Linked DNA regions of Mus musculus: region 2 is linked to region 1. A link is a contact called in public Hi-C data. All regions are on one chromosome and are shown on one strand. Each heading gives the region's core, a stretch centred on a gene start, on an enhancer-like site or on the middle of the called end of the contact. The rest is flanking DNA. Distances are from core to core; before and after follow the strand shown. Region 1 overlaps Csgalnact1 (chondroitin sulfate N-acetylgalactosaminyltransferase 1). Region 2 holds the start of Csgalnact1 (chondroitin sulfate N-acetylgalactosaminyltransferase 1).

Region 1 (6,501 bases), core at 2,698-5,197:
AATAAATATCCAGTTTGTTTACAAATGACAGGATCCAACAAATGTTCTGTAAGCAGAAAAGCCACATTCATTAAAAGGAACATGATCAATAATGTTGATTTGGACATTATTAGACTGTTAGAGCAAAACACTATAATTAATGGAGGCCTGGCCTCATTAGGGCAGGAAGTTAGAAAACAAGGCTTGCCAGTCACTTGGTTCTAATACATTGAACAAAGGAAACAATGTACTGAGATTATTAAGAAATCAACTGGGAGAAATAAATAACTCTAGGGAGCATGATGCAAGAGTATTAAGGGAATAACTCAGAAACTCTCTAATTAAGACATGAAGAAGATGGTTCAATTGAAGATGACCAAAGGGATAAAATATACTTAAGTACCAAATAGCTTTGGCATAGAATAGTCTGTCATGGAGTGGAATCTACCCAGCACATCTGCTTTCAAGCTGTATGAGATCCTTAACCTCTCGTGGTATCCATCTCCTTCTCCACTATCAAACACAGAAAGAGATAACTTGAGGGGTGAGGGCAAAGTGAGACAATAGATATAGTATACCTGGTTCAAACCCTTACAATAAGTTATAGGCTTCTGTTCTGTGGTGGTTTCCTATGGATTGGGATATCACCTTCTAGAGTGACTGGGTAGATTCAAGAGGCTCATGAAACTAACAAATCCCCTTCCTGCATCTATATAAGCTATACATATATAGCTGCCAGAGAGGAGAAACTTTAGTAATGAGGCATCCAACAAGCTGCACATCTTTGTGTGTTGTTACCCATGCTGGGGTGAGTTTTTTAGTGATGCTGGTACCTTTGAGTCACCTGTCCTCTTGTAGGGAAACAAAGATCCATGCTCCTACAAGCATCCCAAATGAACTCATTGGTTCACCATGCTGGGTTTGGGAGAATTGTTTCTTTGATCTGCCATTGCCTTCTTAAAGTCACGGGGGAAAAAAATCTCATGAACAGCATGGAAAGCTATGGGCATCATTTTTCCCTTTTCTGGCCCAGTGGAAAGCATGCAGAAAGGTCTTACTTGGTGCTAAAGGAAGGTTGGAAGAGTTAGAGAAGAAATGATGTGTCAGCAACCTGAGTGATGATGTGGATGGTGCCTAGAGATAGCTCCCAGGATGTGAGTGTCTGGTTTGTGTCTACCATCCATCAAGCCCTGACTCGGCACAGAGCTGGGAATAAAAGAATGGGTAAAGGACAAAACCTTTCCCGACAGAGCAGGATCCGTGCAACCATAGATGGTGGGGGAGTCTGTCAGAGAAAATGCAATAAAACTTCTCAGTAAAAGGAAAATACATTCAGTGAGAACTCAGCAAATCTAGACTAAGCCTATTGAACATGACTTTAAAAGAGATGTCGAAGACAAAGAGAGAAGAAAATTGGCAGTGCTGGGAAGAATTAATGAAGACAAAAATCAATATTACTCAGTAACAAGATAAGAGAAACCCGCTAGAAATACAAGATGAGTGTGAGTGATAATCAAGTGCCACTCGGTGTGCAGTATAGTGTTGAAAGAATTAGACAACGGCCTTGAAGGTAAGCAGGCATGCTAAGTTCTAGCCATCACCAGGTGCTGATAAAAGACCCCGTGTGGTCCAATGATGCCTGCAAAGCCAACGGGCAGTTGTGACAACTTGTGTGTGAATTAGCCCTCTGTCCACAAAGTAATAAAGACAATTTATGGAGCTGCTGAGAATCAATAACAACATTAAAATTGATTGTAATCTACATTAAGGGTAGTTTAAGGGTAGTTGAATTTAGAGTAATAATGAATTCTTCTTCTTTTTTTTTTTGGTTTGGTTTTTCAAGACAGGGTTTTATGAGACAGGGTTTCTCTGTATAGTTCTGGTTGTCCTGGAACTCACTCTGTAGACCAGCCTGGCCTCAAACTCAGAAATCCGCCTGCCTCTGCCTCCCAAGTGCTGGGATTAAACCACTGCCTGGCTCTGGTTAGATGTCTCTAACCTCATCGTGCTCCACCTCAAGAAAATGGAAGAAGAGGAAGACGAGTCGGCACTAAAGAGAAGCGAGCTTGTCAACTGGTACCTGAAGGAAATCGAGTCAGAGATAGACTCTGAATAGGAGCTCATAAATAAAAAGACGATCATCGAGTAGGTTGTTCATCGTCTCACACACTACAATCACACTCAGATTGAACTCACCCAGGCTGGGCTGAAAGGCTCCAGTGAAGGAAGCGAGAGCTATGAGGAAGACCCCTACCCAGTAGTCAACCCTAACTACTTGCTTGAAGATTGAGGTATTGAAGGTAACTTTATGGCCAGGGACCTGTGGTGTCCTACCCTTAGCCCGGACCCTGGACGACACTGAGAGACAGCTCCTGGAGCAACGCTAGAGGAGGATTTGAAAAGTGACGACTGAGTTCATGGCCCTGTGAATTTCATACTGGGACAGGCTTAGACACTCTGTCAATAGGGCTTCTTTTCCTATTGAAGTTGGAACCAAATCATGTTCTTTCTATATTTTCTTCATGTATTGAAAAATCCTACTGCCTTTGTCATACATGTGTGGAAATTGCTTTCTTCTGTTCCCAGCCACTGCTTTTACTCATGAAAATAAAACAACTGAATTCTTATGTTGAGGATAACTGTATGTGACAGCTGTGTGGTGACTTAGATGAGTAGAGCCTTTGGGACTGGCTGGAAGTGAAAAAGACATGGGTGTGCGTTTCAGTTGTCCCTTACATGCCACTTAAATTCCCTAACACTATTTTATCTGTAAAAGATATGTGAATATGTAACTATCTGCATTCCTGATGCATATGACTATTCATTGTTAATTGACTTAAGGCCTATTACCCAGCAAGAGCTGCATGACAGCTATTTAATATGCAGCAGCACAATTGTTTTAAGCAGATTCTAAAGATACAAGTTCCTATTGCCTGTTAAGACAGTGTCAAATTTCTAAAAAAAAAATAAATGACCATAATGTTGGCAAATATTGTTTGTTGCTCAGTTCCTAAGAGAATACACAAAATGTTCTCTTTGATCTGTAAAATGATAAGTGGAGGGAGGCACTTATATCTCTCTTACCACAAGCATCTGTGGACCCTGTGTAATGACTGGTCCATTAAATAAAGGTCCATTCTGGGCTAAGAATACCCCCCACACACACCTCTGCCACTGTGTACCTCACAGGTCCAAGACAGCCAAGCTCAGCCTCCTAGACCAGGTGTTCTGAAGCAGCAGTGACATCCCTTCTAGGTGCAGAGAAGTCAGACACCCAGCTCCTTTCACCCTTGACAGTGTATCATGATCAACACATTCAAAAGCCAACAAGTATTTCTGGAATAATGTCAGTGACCAAAAGAGTCCAAGTGCTTAGTTCCTCGTAGAATGCTAATTTTGGGTTTTTCATTTTTCAACTCCTCAGCTCATTTGTATATGCAAATATAGCCTGTGAACACTTGCCAAGTGGACTGAAAATGTCTATTTCATTACAAATCCTAATTCCTTTCAGAGACCAGAGTTATGTGTCAGGAGGGCAGTGCACCATGAATTCTATAAAAACTAGTTAACTGAATTTGTTATAAACTGTAAAATATGTAAGAAGGGATTGAAACTATTTTAGACTGCCCCAAAACTACTAATGAAATATAGTATGATGCTGAAATCAACATTGCATTTTTTATTTTAATTATTTGAGAGGTTTTTTGTTGTTGTTTTTTGGGTTTTGGTGGGTTTTTTTTTTAATCTGAAAAGAGAGAAAGCTGCCCACCTACCTCCAAACAAAAGCTATATGGTCATCGTGGGAGGCAATGAGAACTGTACAATGGGACATTTGTGTGAACAAATGAGAAAGGCTCTTAGAAACTGGCCCAACAGACATCTCTGCTCAGCCAGGACAAGTTCAAGGGGCGTAGAGAGGCCGGGCTCTGTTGCAAATGAAACGAAACACACTGTTGTTCATATTCTCTGCCCAAACTCTTTGCTTTGTCTCCATGGCTCAGGAATCCTCGGCAGCTAGTGACTGTAAGGACACTGTGCAGTGTATGTCACAGGAATCCCCACAGAAATCTGTTGTCTCCTTCTAACATTTCAGGAGAAAGCACCATCGTCCAGCCTCTACCAGGGAACCTAGAAGTCTTGATCAAATTTCCAAATAGGTATTATTATTATTATAACTGAAAAATGAATTTTTGAAAATTTAAAGTTGAAGTATGACCATCGAAAATGAGCATTTTCACACTTTGTAGATGAAGTAGCTTGTCTTATAGAGAGCAACTCATAAACATTCATCAAAACTAGAACCTGTGCTGTGACTATTTCCTGATTTGATTTCCTTTCTAGAAACTTCCTGTCAGAAACTGCGCTGCAAGGGCTCACAGCTTGCTTCCAGGGTTTCATAATACCATAAGAGTGGAAGCAGCCTGACTGAACACCAGTTAAAAGCTGGATATGTGATTATATAAATTAAATGAACTTAGACAAAATTCAATCATATAAATTAAACAAATTTATTAAATTGTTATATATAAAAATAAATGAATTCATCCAAAAAGTTGAATACTGTGGAACCAAAAAGGTAAAATGAGGCAGTTCAATCAATAAGACAACCAATCTCATGAGCTCAAGTGAAAAATCTTGTTTTGCTGGGTTTCTAAAAGCAATATATTTAAACATATACAACCTACTATTATGTTAGAAAGTGGTAAGTATGCAAAAAACACCCATATAAATCAGAAGAAGTTAGTATTTCTTGACTGTTGCAAACCCATAATTGATCCTCAGCACGTCACATGCATTGTCTCATTTGTTTGTCTTGGCATCTCTAATATTCCTACTTTTCCAGTGACAACATTGAGACAAAATTAGATCCAGTAGCTTCTCCATCAAGCTGCTGGCTGGGTTCAAAGTCTTGCATAGTCTCAGAGCCCAGCATCGCAGGACTGACTACATAGAACTTTCTAGTGCAGGGACTGGGACACAGCTCAGTGATTGATGTGCAGGAGATCCTGATGTAGACCCTTAGCACTGGAAGAAGTGGAAGAGAGGAAGACAGAAAGGGAAAGCCACCCTGAAAAGAGGAGGCACAACAGTATGGTTGGAGATGGAGAGGGAAGCCTTACTTTTACCTGAATCTTTGGAAATCTGTCACAAGTATAAGCTGCCTCCAAATAAATAAAACACTCATTTCTCATTGTTTGCTTGGATAAATTGTTATGAAGGACAGTGCAAATAGTGCTATGCATGAATTATGCATTTTTAACGAAATGTAGTTTTATTCCTGTATTTACTTGTATAATTAAGCCCTCTGTTTTTTCAGGGACTTCAAAATGAAAAACACAATTCACTGTTTTCAGATCCCACAGGAGCATAAGAAAATTTTAAAGCAATCCAGAGAAATGTTAAAATATGCACACTCATGAAAATATATATGCATATATACACATATATGCACATATATACCCATATACATACATATGCACATAAATATATATATGTATATATGTGTATATATACACACATACACACATGTTGTACACATGCATACACACACATACATTATGGCTATTGCTGTGAGTGATGGTTGAGTTTGTTTACTCAATAAAGATTAACCAAGAGAATAGAAGTTTTTTACTTTATTTCTACATAAAGGAAGAAATTAAATGCTTTCCAGGTAGTAAAAAAAGAATAGAAGCATATTGCCCCATCTCTCAGCTGTGACCTACTACTGACGATAACAGAGATATAAATATTTTGAAATATTTATTGTAAAACATAGAAGCGTCCTTATTAGAATGTATAAAGCACACAGAATGGCGCCATAGAGCTGTGATGTGCATGTGCCGTTCTGAATCACAAGTCCCAGAGCACAGAGTGGCGCTTGTGAAGCCTTAAGCTGAGCCATCACTGAAGACATTGTTCAGCTGCACAGGTATAGCAGGTCTGCGGAGGATGGGGTTGGGTGGGGGTGGGGCACCAGGACTGCACTTCTAAGGAGCTCTTTAGGGGCAATGGCACCAATGGTGACTAGGCCACCGTTTGAACCGCAGCATGCTAGACAATATGTCTAATTAAACCCAACTCTCATCTGAGAACCAACGTGCAACTCTTGAGCTCCTGCAAATGCGTCAGCAAAGCAGGGAAAGAACTAAGGAGCTGTATTTTCTCTCAGAAGCCCTGAGAAAAGGGGAGAAGAGTTGCCTGCGAGTCCTTTGCTTTCAAATCTGAACAATAACTCAATATAGAGATTCTGGAGGGTCCTGATTTCATGAACAGTTAAGAAGAACTAGGAATTAGTCTATCAGTTCATGTATAAGCGAGCAGTTTTGAAGCACTTACATTTCTTTAACGTAAAATTCATCTGACAAGCGTAAATAATGTACCAGAAATTGTAGAACACCAGAAGCTGAAGATGGTTGCTGGTGGCCTTCGGTGAAAATCATGGTGTGCTCCACAAGGAGACAAGCTATACTGAAGTGTGTGTAAGATTGCTAACTAGACACTGCAACAATGAGGAAGCTCACA
Region 2 (6,673 bases), core at 919-3,418, 110 kb after region 1:
CTTTGGGTGTGGCATCATCTTATTTAGCACAGAGCTGGGAAACAGGGAGACTGGGAAGTCCACTTCATCATCCCTAATCCTGATGATGGATTCTCAACCCAAAGAAACCCATGAAGCACTGCCTACTACCATTCTCGAGAGAGCCAACATCCAAGCAGGGAATATTATACAGGAAATCCGATGGTCTTCAGTGGTAATGACCTCATGGATGGATGCATAGATGGAGCATGAATCAACAAGCAAAAGATCACATAAAAGAAGGAATTATTATTGTTAATGCTTTAAGTGTCAAAGCATATCTAAAAGTATTTAAGAGAGGCAAAGGATAGCATTTGGGAGGGGTCTACTGTATCTCTGGGTGCTTAGAAAAGAATGTTATTTCACTCTGTCAAGTATTGTTATCAAATGAAGAATCTTGAAACCATTTAATATGTGACTGGCCCTGGGTCATGCAGCTAAAAAGTAGGATGAACCTCTTGGATGCCAGTTCTCCGAAACAGCAAACACAATCTCACAATGATGTAAATGGGTGAATCTAAACAATGGATATTTTTTTTCTTTGAAGCTCGCTAATATGGCTTGCAACTAGATATAGGAGATCTGAGACAAGAAGATGGAGAGAAATTAAAGTAATATCTCGTAATTTGGAGTGACAGCAGGTGTGTCCCAATCTGCAAAGTTCAAGCTTGACAATTACACCGTGCTAATTATTCAGACACTAATCACACAAGAAAACCTCAGTGCTTTAAGTACGTTCATGATTTTGTCTTAGGCTGTTTTAATAGCTGTTCTTCACCCTACGAAGCTCACTTCCTGAGCTCACCCTAGTGAAGCACATTGGACACATCCATTAGGTAGTTGATTCAATGCAGAGGAGTGATCATATATGTATTAGGTTCCTACAATGGGAATTGCCCATCTCATATTTTCTGGAAGCTCAACACATAATCCCTCTGTTACAGCAATCCCTCTTCTGTGTGTTCAGGTGACCTTTTATGCCTAGAGAACCAGTTACTCTCTGCCTTACACTTCTGTTTCCAAGTTTGTTAGACTTCTCTCCACGCAGCAGAACCCATAGTTTATTAATGCTCAAGGACCATAATAATTGGAGCTCTCTTGAACAAAAAGTGTCAACACAATCCAATAAACCCCGTGGAATTGCTAGGGTTTACTAGATATTTAAATTCTTTATAAATATAGAATCGTAGTTAGTTGTCTTTAATGACATTTAAGTCAAAACTGTGCCAAGTCGTTGCAATCTGAATAAAAAATGGATTTTGCAAAATACAGCCATCCGATCATTCATTACTACTTCATTTTTAGCGTCCACTGAGGATATGTACAATAGTGTTAACGTCTTTTCCTCCATAACTTCAGAATCACTGACGACAGGGGTACAGGTGCAGGAAGTGTGGCGGAAACAAACAACTTTGCCTTCGCCCAGCACAGCTTTCCTTTTCCTCCAGCCCTCGGAATGCCCCACTGCACCCCTAGACCATTCCCTGGAAGAGCTTCTCCCCGCCCCTGGCACATACAACTGCATGCAGTCACATGCAGATGTGAAGACCCTTGGGATCCAGAGAGTCACCATCGCGGCGGCACAATGCAGGGGAGCGTGCTGCCCACGGGCCACCCTCTTCATCACAGCAAATACAATCCAAAAACAGCAAACTAGAGGCACCCGCACATATGCCAAGGCTACTTTGAAGTGGGGTTTCTGGAGAGTAAGCCAACAGCTGGGGGCTCAATTACCGCTGAAGAAGCTGAGCTGGCCGTGGGGTGCGGCACGGGACCCTCGCGCGTCCACCTAGAGACACCGATCCCTCCACGCGCCTCGCAAGGGCTACAGAGGGCAGTGATTCCGGAGTCCTCAGCCCTAGGACAGCAGTGGTCTCTGGAAGCCAGCGGTGCAGGCGTCCTCCCGGCTGACAGAGAGCCACCCTGAGGTCGAGGTCGGGGGCAGTGGCGCGGACTGGAAAACGGCAGCGACACGCCCGCACATAGCGGGCCACACCCGTCCAGCCCTCAGGGTAGGGACCCCGACTTACCCCAGGCAACACTGCAGACAGCGGAGCCGGATCCCTCGGCTACGCTGCTCCCCTGCTGCCGCTGAACTTTCCCTCCTGCGAGGCGGCCCTGGGCTCGGCTCCACCTCCAGTTCCAACAGCCGCTGAGCCTCCAGGGACCCGGAGCAGTAGGGGGAGGGGGAAAGCGGGGAGCGCGGGCTGAACAGCGGCCAAGCACAGCGCCGGCCTCCGAGTGGGAGCCCGAGGAGCCGAGAGCTGAGAGGTGGGGGTAGCGTGGGCCTCAGGGCTGGGGTCGTGTATGGCTGCAGTCATCTAATTCCTCCAGGGCCAGTCTGCAGTGCGTCCCCGCTCCAGGTCCGAGCAGAGCAGGGTGCCCTGGTTGAGAGACTGTCACTGCAGGGAGCATGAGTGGAGAGCAGGGTCTCCTGTACCGTAGAGACTTCAAGTGTGATTGATCACCAACATCAGAGAAGTTGGCGATAGAGACTAGGGCACTGTTGGAAGTTGCGCCCCAACAGAGAGGGGGCATCTATCCTACAAGTTCGTCCCCACTCCCCAACTCATCCCCGAGGCATTTGCGCTGCTAGGACTGTCCTAATGGCTTGCCTCCAAAACTTCTTACACTCTACTTGAGAGAATTAATAAGATAGTCACTGTTTTGGGTGCCCTGAGTTGTAGTAATAAGGCCTTCAGTAAGAAGCTTTTATTTACAAAAGATCAGAAACCCCTTTAACCCTTCAGCCCCAACTGTGGCTAAGCGATGTCTGTAAGGACCTCTAGCGGCCACATCCCTACATCAACTCAGCTGAGATTCGTGGAAAAATAGAAGAATCCGTGTTTGCCAAATCACAAAACATACAGTGTAATTTTTCTAGCTGCATCAAAGTACTGCATGATAGGAAGATAACAAAGAGTTAACACTGCATAGATATGCACGTACATATGTGGACATCAGTTATTTCTCACAGATTAGCTCCTAGCATCCTCAAAAGGCAATCATATGGCAATTTCCATTTGCAGATGGACGTCACTAGGTGGAAGTCAGGGTTTTTTGATTTCACACTTAGTAGGTAGTCGGGCAACTTCTTCAGAGCTTTTGTCCTAACTGCCACTAAAGCATTCCTGTCTTCATCTACTGATAGGTTCTTCTAGTTCTGATTGCTTTCACCTACTGAAGTAGCTCTCATCTCTTTACTCAATGGTGTCTCCAGAATCATGTAATAAAGTTATACATAGGTTTTAGTTTGGAAAAATGGGCTAGAAATTCTGAGTATGCCATGGCCCCAGCACAGACATGCCCTGCAGGCTATGTGAAAGATAGAGAACATACTTTATATCTTGCGTGCGCCCGACTCAACCAGCAAGAATGACGCTGCAACAGGATCCTTCTGCACACGTTTATTGGGAGAGCTTGATTGCAGAAGCAAAGAGACCCCAAGCCCAGAACTTGTGCTGCTTATATAGGCCTAGGAGAGGCGTGTCTCACACCCAGATTGGTTATGCACTATACCTCATTTGCATGTTCCTCATCTGATTGGTTACTCTCTCTTAGTACCTCACAGAGTCTCATTATCATACCTCATTTGCATGTCTCACATCTGATTGGCTATACTCTCAAAACCTCATTATCATGCCCGGGCCAGGCAGTATCTTGGCAAAAAACTTTACTGCATATGTACACATTGGTTGTTTGTCCAAACTTATGCATGGTGGCCAGCAGTAGCCAGCGCCACTCTGCAACGGCACATGTGGCTTCCCACATTTATAGATACAATAATCTCTATTACTCTAAATAGAATAAAGAAGGGGACCACTTAAGGGTCGACTGTGGTTCCTTTATGGGTGTTTAGCATGTGGAGGTGCATCAGGTCACCACTTTCGAACGTCTCCCACTTGGATATTGGCTCTGGGGTATTGCAGGAGATACCAACGCATATGCCAGTGTGTCACTGCATGCCAATTGAAAGCCAGTTTTCCGGGACCGGTGTCCTTCTGTTTTTAATAGCTTCAATAGTATATGAAAAATAATTGAATTGAGAAAGTGATAACGCAATTAAACTAAGTAACAGCATCATTAAGAGAAGATACCTTTTCCTGGGTGAACAAGAGAGAAATTTACAGTGGATTATCTGCTCAGGAAGTTCTCTTACAGAGTTCTGTCATGTGGACATTTTATCTCCATCATCAGGAGAGGCAGCCCCCGACAAAACTGAACAGTGAAACTAGCAGAAAGATGGATTTCCATGCATGCCCTAGAGCCAAGGACCAGAAAGGCTGGGCAGAACACTAAGCCTAGATGTAGTTTCTGTTTTATTATTTAGAGACTCAGTCTCATGAGTCCAGGATGATGTCAAACTCATGGTAGCCAAGAACCACTTTCAACCTATGATCCTCCTGCCTTGGGCTCCTGAGTGCTATGATTACAGACATTCACTGTAATGAATGTAAAGGTCAGCGTTGGATGAAAAAATTAAAAAGGAACAAAAAGAGAAGACATTTTGTGTGGCCTCCTGGGAACTAGGATTATAGACATAAACCTAGCCTCGCTAAAACCAGTTTCTAAGATTTACTACCAAAAAGGAAAAATTTACTACTTGGATTTTAGCTTGTACCTGAAATGTTATAGAGTTAAAATATATTTCATAAGCATGATTTAGAAATTAAATTATGCTGTTTGAATTTTCAAGGACATACTAAAGATATGTTATTGTCATACTGCCAATGTGGGAACAGTAAGGAGACACATAAACAGGTTTCGAAAGAAGTGAATGGACAACAGCAGTGTGACTTAAAGTAGAAAGCTTTTGTGTTTATAAAAGGCAGGTGTGCGTATTAGACCTGTGTGTGTGTGAGAGAGAGAGAGAGAAAGAGAGAGAGAGAGTGTGTCTGTCTGTCTGTCTGTCTGTCTGTCTGTGTCCAGACTGGCTTGAACCTCACTACATAGCCCAGAGTGGCCTCAAACTTGTGACAATCCTCCTTCCTCAGCCCAAGTGTAAGCATGTGAGCCTAAAGCTCACACCTGGCTTTGGTGTGCTAATCACCTGCTTAAATAGATACTGCAGAGCTGTTAAATGCTGAGTACAGAACTACTTCATATAATCCTAGATCACATGTCTCAGATCACCAGGGTCCTTGAGAAACTTGATCCAAGCCATCCAGGAGATATAGCAGTTGTGAAACTCATTCATTAAAGCTCAATTGCTTTTCTTTTGAGAGCTCCACTGAAGTTGTGTTGACTCTCCCTTCAAATCAGTTCCACTAATCAGGGTTATCTGATTCTCAGATCACAGAAATGTGCTGTGTAGTCAGCGGCGGGTCATTAGATGTAAGGCGTTTTCTGTTCAGAGATTAGAGATTAGCCAGTTAGTACTGTTGTAGGCGGAAGTCATTAAGATAGGGTCTAATTATATTCTATGCAGTCCACTTTTTAAAACCTTGGAACTATGAAATAGAATTCTAAATAAATTTTCATGTAAAATGAATAAAGTAAATAATGTTTGAACCAAATAAGTAGATTCTTAGGGAAAGTTTTATAACTCAAATACAGTATGGGCTGAACTAATAACTGTTGTCTGAATGGGAGACACTTAAAGTTCTTTGGGATGTCTCCATAGTCAGATCTTTAAATGCATGAACCACAAAAACCATTATTTTGGCTGGACATGGGCAAGGTAGAGTCAAAGGATCTTGACTTTGAAGCCATCCTGGGCTATCTAACAAGTTCAAGGCCAGCCTGAGTTATACAGTAAGATGCTAACTTTAAAAATTAACAATAAGCCAGGACTGGAAGGCAGGTTACAGGGAGTGTACTTACCCAGTATGCGCAAGGCTTGGTTCCCAGCACCCCTCCCCCAATTAATGAATCGGTTGTTTTACAGTATTTACATAAAATGTACATGATTCATGCTTTTCTTTCTAGCTCAATCCCGGAGGCTTGAAAGACAGAAATACCCCCTCCCAAACTGCTCTTTTCTCCATATGACAGACCGGAGCCATTCTTTGGGGTGACACTTCTGTCAGTGTAGGTAAGACCTCAAATAAAAGCTGGCACACCCCTTGCTTTAAAGGTGGCTCTTTCACCCTATCCCTGTGCACTGCATGGCCTCTCACTTTGGAAAACACGAAAAAGTTGCAGAAGGTCATTCAAAAAAAAAAAAAAAAACAAGATGAGTAGAACGCCAGGAAGCAGTTCACATCTGCCTGCATCCTTCAGTTCACATCTGCCTGCATCCATGTGACACAAACCCAGACAAGCAAGCACACGCATGGGATGCTCAGAGCAGGGGCTTTCCTTGCCAAGGTAGTTACATTTGCTCACCAGTGTTCAGAAATCTCACTCACCCAAGGCCTTTAATCATGACTAGTAACACTCATTTTCTTCCCTTTTTTTTCTTCTACATTTCATATTACATCTTAAGTTATTTTGTGAGCATGCTAACTATTTCCTTTTAATTTTTGTTGCATTTATATTTGTTTGGAGTACATGTGTGTGCATGTGAGCCACAGTGCTCATATGGAGATCAGGGTACAATCCGATAGAATCACTCTCTCATTGTACTCGGTGGGTCCTGGGGATCAAAATTAGGTCATCAAGTTTAGTGGTGGGTGCCCTTACCTGCTGAGCCATCTCATTAACTCTCATTTTC

The links. A called contact is a pair of places that touch in the nucleus more often than the background predicts.
Region 2: a Hi-C map of astrocytes shows a contact between it and region 1, with 2.3 times the contacts expected there. The contact joins the promoter of Csgalnact1 here to the enhancer-like site in region 1. A contact is called at or near these places in 3 of 39 promoter capture datasets (the 3T3-L1 cell line and the HPC-7 cell line), 14 of 484 Hi-C or Micro-C datasets (3T3-L1-derived adipocytes, the C2C12 cell line, the HPC-7 cell line and 11 more), 6 of 115 datasets of contacts at active chromatin or transcription factors (the NIH/3T3 cell line, astrocytes, forebrain and 2 more) and 2 of 9 other capture datasets (adipose tissue and liver).

Annotation. Positions count from the first base shown.
Region 1 is chr8:68,618,169-68,624,669 of GRCm38.p6, forward strand. The region is part of intron 2 of Csgalnact1 (chondroitin sulfate N-acetylgalactosaminyltransferase 1); the gene reads right to left. Among named protein-coding and RNA genes, the nearest start is that of Csgalnact1, 110 kb to the right of the region's middle. Within about 2 kb of position 3,948, at least 17 of the 459 cell types and tissues checked have an H3K27ac peak or open chromatin away from gene starts, as enhancers often do. A contact at or near this core is called in astrocytes, forebrain, neural progenitor cells and 1 more, where this site is marked.
Region 2 is chr8:68,732,978-68,739,650 of GRCm38.p6, forward strand. Csgalnact1 (chondroitin sulfate N-acetylgalactosaminyltransferase 1) reads right to left here and starts at 2,169. Exons shown (of 10, transcript NM_172753.5): 1 at 2,049-2,169.